Linked DNA regions of Sus scrofa: region 2 is linked to region 1. Evidence: chromatin contacts called from public HiChIP or PLAC-seq data. All regions are on one chromosome and are shown on one strand. Each heading gives the region's core, a stretch centred on a gene start, on an enhancer-like site or on the middle of the called end of the contact. The rest is flanking DNA. Distances are from core to core; before and after follow the strand shown.

The links. HiChIP or PLAC-seq counts read pairs in DNA pulled down with a chosen protein or histone mark.
Region 2: an H3K27ac HiChIP or PLAC-seq map of skeletal muscle shows a contact between it and region 1, with 9 times the contacts expected there. The contact joins two enhancer-like sites. A contact is called at or near these places in 3 of 47 Hi-C or Micro-C datasets (alveolar macrophages and embryonic fibroblasts) and 1 of 2 datasets of contacts at active chromatin or transcription factors (skeletal muscle).

Annotation. Positions count from the first base shown.
Region 1 is chr7:10,446,594-10,450,933 of Sscrofa11.1, reverse strand. The region is part of intron 1 of LOC106507125 (a long non-coding RNA gene); the gene reads right to left. Among named protein-coding and RNA genes, the nearest start is that of CD83, 100 kb to the right of the region's middle. Within about 2 kb of position 1,368, at least 2 of the 83 cell types and tissues checked have an H3K27ac peak or open chromatin away from gene starts, as enhancers often do. A contact at or near this core is called in skeletal muscle, where this site is marked.
Region 2 is chr7:11,564,351-11,568,449 of Sscrofa11.1, reverse strand. The region is part of intron 6 of JARID2 (protein Jumonji); the gene reads right to left. Among named protein-coding and RNA genes, the nearest start is that of DTNBP1, 150 kb to the left of the region's middle. Within about 2 kb of position 1,524, at least 19 of the 83 cell types and tissues checked have an H3K27ac peak or open chromatin away from gene starts, as enhancers often do. A contact at or near this core is called in skeletal muscle, where this site is marked.

The DNA.
Region 1 (4,340 bases), core at 119-2,618:
TACGCCAGAGCCACAGCAACGCGGGATCCGAGCCGCGTCTGCAACCTACACCACAGCTCACGGCAACGCCGGATCCTTAACCCACTGAGCAAGGGCAGGGACCAAACCCTCAACCTCATGGTTCCTAGTTGGATTTGTTAACCACTGCGCCACGACGGGAACTCCTGTATCTTTCTATAAATCTCTTAAGCTTTGAATCCCTTATCCCTAAAATAGGATGATTCTTGCCCTGCAACTCCCCAGAGTCAAGACTGGAGGCTTTGGTTTTCTCATCTGTAAATTGAGAGGTTTGAACTAGATTTAAGGTTTGCATTCTTTCTTTAGAAGTGGACTTCCATTTTAAGATAAAATCTAACCTGCAGTTCCTATTGTGGCTCAACAGTAACAAACCCAAATAGTATCCACGAGGATGAGAGTCTAATGCCTGGCCTGGCTCAGTGGGTTAAGGATCTGGCATTGCTATGAGCTGTGGTGTAGTAGGTCGAAGACATGGCTCAGATCTGGCGTTGCTGTGGCTGTGGTATAGGCTGGCAGCTAAAGCTCCAATTCCACCCCTAGCCTGGGAACTTCCATATGCCATAGATGTGGTCCTAAAAAGCAAAAAAAAAAAAAAAAAAAAAAAAAAAGATAAAATCTAACCTAAAACCCCAACAGTGAAGACAGGCTTGCTCTAGTGGCCCCAGGAGAGAAGGCTCAGAGTCCTGCACACTCTCCTTCCCTCATCCTTACAAGGCCTTTGCGGCACTTGTGCAGGATCCCAGGGTTCCACTGAGCACAGTGTGAAACCTGCTGTATTCAATGGTTTATAGTACCTCCTAGTCCTAAAACTCTATAAATCAAGATATTCTAATTTGGGGTGTCTATGATAAGATTTAACCCCTGTTTTCTTCCATCATTAATTAATAGGTTGTGGGAGACAGGCACCAGTCCTACTAAAACCAAGATATGTTTCAGTCCTCTCTCCTTCTTTGTGAAGTTAATCTTTCTGTCACAGAACAAAACTAGATTCTGATGGAAGACAACATTCTGTAAGGAGAAAAATACCAGATTGAGAGTAAGAAGATAAGTGTTCCAACCCAGGCCTTGCCTTTAACTAGCTCCCCAAACTTGATCAAGGCAAGGAAACTTACTAATCCATCCAAATCAATAAAATGAAGAGGTTGGGTGACTCAGTAATCCTAAAATAACACATGCCCATTTCTGGACTCCATGCCCTAATGAGTTTCTCTAAATTAAGTAACTTTCAAATTCCACCTTTCTAAAGGCCAAGTCACTCTATCACATTCTCTTTGTTATATATACTCACCCTATTTGGAGAGGAAGGGGGGGGTGGGGGAGAAGACAAATTAGGTCGTAACTGACACCATCAGGACATCTAGCTAGAAATACCCACTGAATCACTGCTGTGTTTGCACAGGTGGTTGGAGCTCACAGTATGCCCTGACCTCAACTTACCAAGTGGGAGCCATATCTCCATTAATAAGGGTCCTGCTAGGCACAGAACTTCAGTATGGGCATTCTTGGGGGCAAACCAGAAAATCCCAGGGTTTGGGAATGTTTCAAGCAAACAGTCTGGATTCAAGACCCAGGACCAGGGATTGGACCAAAAGGAATGACCCCACAAGAGACAAACAGAATGATGCATTGCCTCTAAGCAATGTCCTGGGAAAAGGCAACAGGCCTTGCCCGGGAAGCCAGGGAACTTGAGGGATGGACACAAAAACAACAGCTCTGGTCATGGCTGTGACTTGGCTATAAGTTAACTTTATGGGTCACTGAGTCTGGAAACAGACTATAAAAAGAAGACAGCATGGACCAAGCAGCTTTGTGTTGGAAATGGCTGTGACCAGTTGCTTCTGGAAGGGAGATGCATTGACTGCCATAAAACTTGATGGGCTCAGCACTGGTCTGTAAAGGCTGGAATCGGAAGTAAACTTTGGACCTGAGTAATTGCTCGGAAGCTGTGCTTAAGCGTGGGAGCCGAGGGGATTTTGTTCCAAGCAGTAAACAATATGGTACCTAACTGATGCATATGATCTGCCTTCTCTGTGACCTCTACTCCCAAAGTCCTGTCTGCAGGCAGCTCCTTTAGGTTAATCTCACAGTCCACACAAATTGGTACCATTTGACTTTTACTACAATGGCTTTATTAAAACAAACAAAAAACCTCCTTGTTGTTCCCGAAACATTTAAGGTAAAACAAAATGAAAACATCAACCTTGGAGACTTGCTATCCTTAACTATCTCTTCTGGAGGAAACAAAAATGCGTTACATTTTATGTTACCTTTTCTCCAACCATTCAACTCTAGCCTCCTCCAGCTACTCAACAATTATTTATACAAAGCACAGACTTTCATGTCACCTGGTGCCAGAAAGCAGACCATCCACAGTTGGAAGCAATGAATAAAACAAGATTCTGCCAGAAATATTTCAAAAAATACATGTCTTGGAGTTTCCATTGTGGCTCAGTGGTATAAACCTGACTAGTATCCATGAGGACGTGGGTTTGATCCCTGGCCTCACTCAGTGGTTTAAGGATCCAGCATTTGCTGTGGGTTGCAGTGTAGGCAACAGATTCGGCTCGGATCTGGTGTTGCTGTGGTTGTGGCCTAGGCCAGTGGCTACAGATCTGATTCAACCCCTAGCCTGGAAACTTCCATATGCTGTGGGTGCAGCCCAAAGAAGACTGCCCCCCCACCAAAAAAAAGTCCAACCACAGTGTAATTAGCAATGAATAAAACAAGATTCTGCCAGAAATATTTCAAAAAAATACATGTTTTTCACTTGATTTTTTTCACCATTCAGAAGGGATATTACAAATATGACTCAAAGTACAACGCAGGAAAGCACTGAACTGAGTTTCACAAGGCCAAAGAGCTCGTCTTAGCTCTCACTATCGCTGTGTGGCAATCAGAACATAACCTCCTATCTCTGAGCCTCCGTTTGTTTCTCTGGAGGATGAGGGAGGTTGCACTGGGTCATATGCTACCTCACTAAGCTCATCTGTAACAGCCGTTACTATGTCCCGAGGCAAGCACTTTGCCTTCTTTATCAGAGTCCTCATAACAACCCTGTGATGTATGTATTATTATTTTCTCCATTTTTCAGATAAGGAAACCGGGCTCCGAGAGGTTTAGAAACATGTCCAAGGTCACAGAGTGCGTAAGTGACAAGTCTGGCATTTCAACCTGGCGTTTCCCCCAGATCCCAAGTTGCATCAACGATTTCATGTTACCGAACCACCTTAGCGTTCACCCCGGGCGGAGGGCACTCTAGTATTTAATTTATATCATATCTTCACCTTGACTTGCATGGAGCTGCTAATATAGATCATGCCTACATTGGTCACCACTCTCTCATCTTTAGGGAGGCACCCATCAGGGGCTGCCAGAGCAGAGGAAGTACTTGGGGGACAGCGTGCCCAGCCCCCTCCTCAGGGATGGGGAGGAGAGGATACTTTGCCTAGTGAGCGTGGACCCAGCATTCAGAATCCATGAGGCCACTGCTGCCCAGGAATGACCCAGGTAGAAGGGACAAGGGGAACTCAGTGATGCCTGACCAAGACCTTCCTGTCACTTCCCAACACACCCCTCAGACCAAGCCTGGCATCTAAATCTCCCGCCATGTGTGCAGCCAACACGATGCCCTGTATGTAGCCGAGCAGAGCCAAGAAAGACCAGCAAAACGTCCTTCTCAGGAAGCTGGGGATGGGGCAGCTTGGTTTCTGGCTTCCCCACCTGTGAGGTCACTGCTCCTGCGTGGACACCCTCCCAAACATCAACGTGCTCCATGAGATGACACAGAGGCCCGCACCTGCCTCGTGACCGAAGACTTAAGATTCCCTGAAATCAAATGAGCTCACTTTGTCTCTACAGACCTTAGGGGGTGTTTGGGTTTCCATGATGTTGAGAACAAAAAAACAGCCATTTCTGTAAGAAGGGACAATAATGATCCAGAGATGCATAAAACACAGACCCTGCTTGTGAAAAGGCAGTCTCCTGAGGTCTACCAGGGCTTCACTCTGCTTAGGACCTATTGGGTTAACCCAGTTATCCTAAGACCAGGAAAAAAGACACATGGGAGATAAGTATAATTTTTTAGGTCCACAAATTATTAACATGCATGTAATGGATTAAGTAGAAAACAATCAGTTGAAGAATGTCAACCTGAAGAAACTGCACATTTTGTCTTAAAATACTGGGGCTGTCAGAAACAATGCAAAATGATCTCATTCATTATCAAGAAAGAGGAAGCAGCTAGGCGTATTCTCAAGAATCACAGTGGAGGAGCTAATTCTGCTTTACTTGTTTATATTAGATTAATCTTGATCTGTATTGTG
Region 2 (4,099 bases), core at 275-2,774, 1.1 Mb before region 1:
CCTGTGAACATGAGAGACAGAAAGTTCGATGTGCAGAGGTCCCCCACACGCTGTCTCCAATTAAAAGAAGTAATTGGACTCGTTTCTTTGAGGAGAGGAAAAAAGCATTTATCACGGGAACCATATCAGGAAAGGGTATTGTGCTCAGACGCCAGCAGCTCGGCGCTAATGAACGCAGACAAATGTATCGATTTGTATACACACACTCGGAAAGTTCAATGGCCCGGAGACAAGGGTTTTCACACCACAGCAAGCACCATCTTTACGTCCGAAGGCCGGGGTTCTGATTTAGGGTTACTTCAAGCCCGCAGAGGTAGGTTTGCTCTCAATAACGGATGAAAGAGAAAGGGCAAGAGAGGCCACCCTAGAAACATCTCCTCCAGCCACCGCGACCACCTCCCCGGCGGAAAGCATCCCTTTCCAAGGCGGAGACCACTCCATCTCTACCTCTGAGTGCCGCCCCCTCTGAGTGCCGTCCACAGAGGTCTCTGGACCCGAGGAGATTCCTCAGGAGTCCCCAAAGGCAGTCAACAGAACACCGATCAGAAGGCCTTTACCACACTCGAGCTCCTGGCAAGATGGGGACAGGCTGGTTGTGATTTTCAGCTCCTAGAGCCACAAACACATCTGTGCCTCAATTCCCCCACACCTACAAACCAGCTGCCTCCCCTATCTGCCCTCCAGGAATCGCTGAAGTATCCAAAATCAAATGCTTTCTGTTCTTCAGAGAAAGGAGCTGTACAATGACCAGAAAGTTCATCTTTGTTAAATAAGGCTCCTTCAAACAGAGCCCAGAGGGCCAGCACGCCCACCTCTGCCCGTCCCCAGGCTCCCACCATTTCCAGGCGCCCCAAACCTTGCTAATTATTTGCGCTAATAAAGGCACCTCATCTGAACCCCAGGACGTAATCCTGATTTTTTTTTTATTCAGTAAAGCAGAGGACTCCTTGCTTGGCCTCTGACAAAAGGTCTATGATATCCCGACATGGCCCAGCATCTAACTTTCACCTCCTTGAAAGAGAAATCTGGACAAGAGCCATGACAGACAGCTGGGCCGCAGGTCTGCGAGCAGCCACGCCACACACCAGGGGCGAAGAACAGAAAGGCCGAGACTGGACTCCCCCCTCCATTACCTGAAATAAGACCTGCTCCCTGACCCACCCCCCAAACACATCGAAGAGACGAAAAAAAGAATTGCTGCAAACAGAGAAGATTGTGTCACGGAAAGGCAGAGAGAGGCACGCCACGTTTCTGATCTGGAGCCAGATATTTAAATGTAAGCTTCATGTCATTACAAGGCGTCCCGGCTCGGGGAAGACAGACTCCATCAATTGGCTGGCATTAAACCCTTGTTACTGTACAAAAGCCGCACTTGCTCCCTGGAGCCGGTTCAACTTTGAGTCACTATTGTCTAAAAACAATGGAATGTGTCTGCCAACCTGTGCCAACGGCTCAAAAGGATCGTAGTGCAGCCTGTGTGAGCGCTGTAACCTGGTTTGCCCTGGGCGAAAACAGCGCCACTGACTCCGCTGCAGCGGTCCCGGTCCCGGGGAGATCGAGTGACAGGGAGGAGGACGTGTGGGTCAGCACAGGCCCCACTGCCATCTCTAGGGCTGGGAGCCAGAGCCGACACCCACGTGGCCTCCCAGCAGCCGAGTCAGCGTCACAAGCAAGTTCTACTGGTTTACAGGGAATGCGTGAACGCCTCCAGCACCTCCACGTGTCTGACAGGAAAGGAATCTGTTGAGGAGGATTTTTAAAGCAAACTCAATTTTCTTTTCTCGGTGAGAACTCGAACCTGTAAGTCACAGAATATTTTTTTCAACCAAAACCTGGTTACCAGGGTTTCAAGACCTAAAAATGTGAATATATCACGAGCAACAATGTGCAGAGCTGTGTAGACCTGCTGGTTAAACAAACATGTTTTTCCAGCAATTGCTGACAGCGAAGTCTGAAAGGAGCACATGACCTTTATGAGGCTATAAAGGTTAGGGCATCAGAAAGACCATCAGTCAGGATGAATGGCTTCTGTCACTGAAAAATGGTTTCTCGGCCCAGCTGGCCCCCAGAGGAGCGGAGGAAAGGGCAAGACTGATAGCCTGGTGGGTGACTAAGCCCCTCCCAGCCCATCCCTCATTGACCGGCTCCGGGGCATCTGCATTCAGGGCCAGGAGCCTGCCTGGGCTGACAGGCCACCGGGGAGAGTGGGCAGTGGGCTGAGGAATCTCACACTTTCTCACCCTCAAAAAACAAGACAAAGAGCACAGAAGGGGACAAGCATCAACTCTGAAAAGCGAAGGAATAAAGTGTTTTTGCAGCCTGGGGTTTCTTAAAGCCCTACACTCGAGAAGATGAAGTCTCTAAGGTCAACCTCAAGACTCCTGGTCCATCTTTGGATCTGAACAAAGAATCTCTAACTACTCACAATAAACTGGGGCAGAGAGAGACACCTTCCAAGTGAGCGTGAGAGTTAACACGGAAAACATTCCACAGACACACACACGAGCAGCTCCACATGTTGTAGAAGATTTGGTAATCTGCAGAATAAAAATCTAAGTATAGGAGAACTCAACACAGAAACAGTTGCACTGTAATAGGATTTGTTTTCCAGCTTCTTCAAATAAATTCTGTGGATCTGCTACTGTATCACACACACCTCCACCCACCCTCCAGCCAGGGAAGGAATGTCTTGAAAATCCTACAAGCGCATTTTATAGTCTCTGGGAACAGCACAAACAACTTCTCAAGTGACAAGAGAGTCCCCTTAAACAGTCAGATGGATTTAGCTGGAAATACTAAATACCGAGTAGCTTAGTGAGCAGCTCAGCAAGTCAATGTACAGTGCATATGATAAAACATATCCCAGCTGAGTGTGGACAACACAAATTGATTAAAGATGCTGAAAATCTAATACATGACCTTAATTTCTTCAGAACTGCAGGCTTTTACAGCTCTTAGAAGAGACGGGCATGCGTTAGACCGAGAACAGGACAGCAGCCAGGCCTGCTGTTCTGAGCACTTGCCCAGCCCTGGGCACTGGGCTAAGCGCATCACTCTTGCACTTAGTCCTAACAGATGTATCCTCAGGAAGCTATTATTCACATGCCACGTGACCCACCCATCTTCCTGGTTAGTCATCACCGAAATCTATAAAGCTTCTCACCCCAGAGGCAAGGGGCCTAATGCTCCCAGGAAGAGACATCCACACACTAAAGTCTCAGGGGCCAGGACAGTCCCAGGTGCTCATGTGTCTCTCCAAGGTCCTGTGTGGACCAAAAGAATGGGAAAAGGAGACAAACAGAGACAGGCTGGTTATCCTGGTGGACAGGTGTCACTGGGACCCGCTACCACCCTTGGCACAATTCCTGCTGATAAGGTCAGTAATGTCGCACGCTCAGGGGTACAGCCCTCGCTGTGCACCAAGTATTTGAAACATACGAGCTTTCCGGGATGCTCTTATCAACTACAAGGTTACTCGCAACCTCCAGGTCTCCCCATCACATGGCGCATTTACAGCCAGCACAGTGCTCTCTAACACACAGAAATCAAAGAGCACTCCCGGAGTTTCCGTTGTGGCTCAGCGGTAACGAACCTGTCTAGTACCCAGGAGGACATGAGTTTGATCCCCGGCTTTGCTCAGTCGGTTAAGGATCCGGGGTTGCCATGGCTGTGGTGGAGGCTGGCAGCTGTAGCTCCGATGAGCCCCCTAGCCTGGGAACCTCCATATGCCGCCGGTGCGGCCCTGAAAAGACAAAAAGACAATAATAAATAAATAAAAATTTTAAAAAGACCAAAAACAAAAAAACAAAACAAACAAAAAAACAAAAAAAAAAAAAACACAAAAAAACAAAAACAAACAAACAAACAAAAAAACAAAACAAAAAAACCCATGCACTCCTATTACCTCTTTAAAGATAAGGAAACTAAAACTGTCCAAAGTTGCAGCCACATATGAGAAAACCAGTGTTCTGATCTCAACCATTAGGTCAAGTGGCCCCAAATGGGGGAGAGAGAGGGAGGGAGAGGACTGACAACAAACACTTACACCTAGACTCCACATGTACTGCTGCTCTTAAAAAATCCACTCCCAGAGATGCCC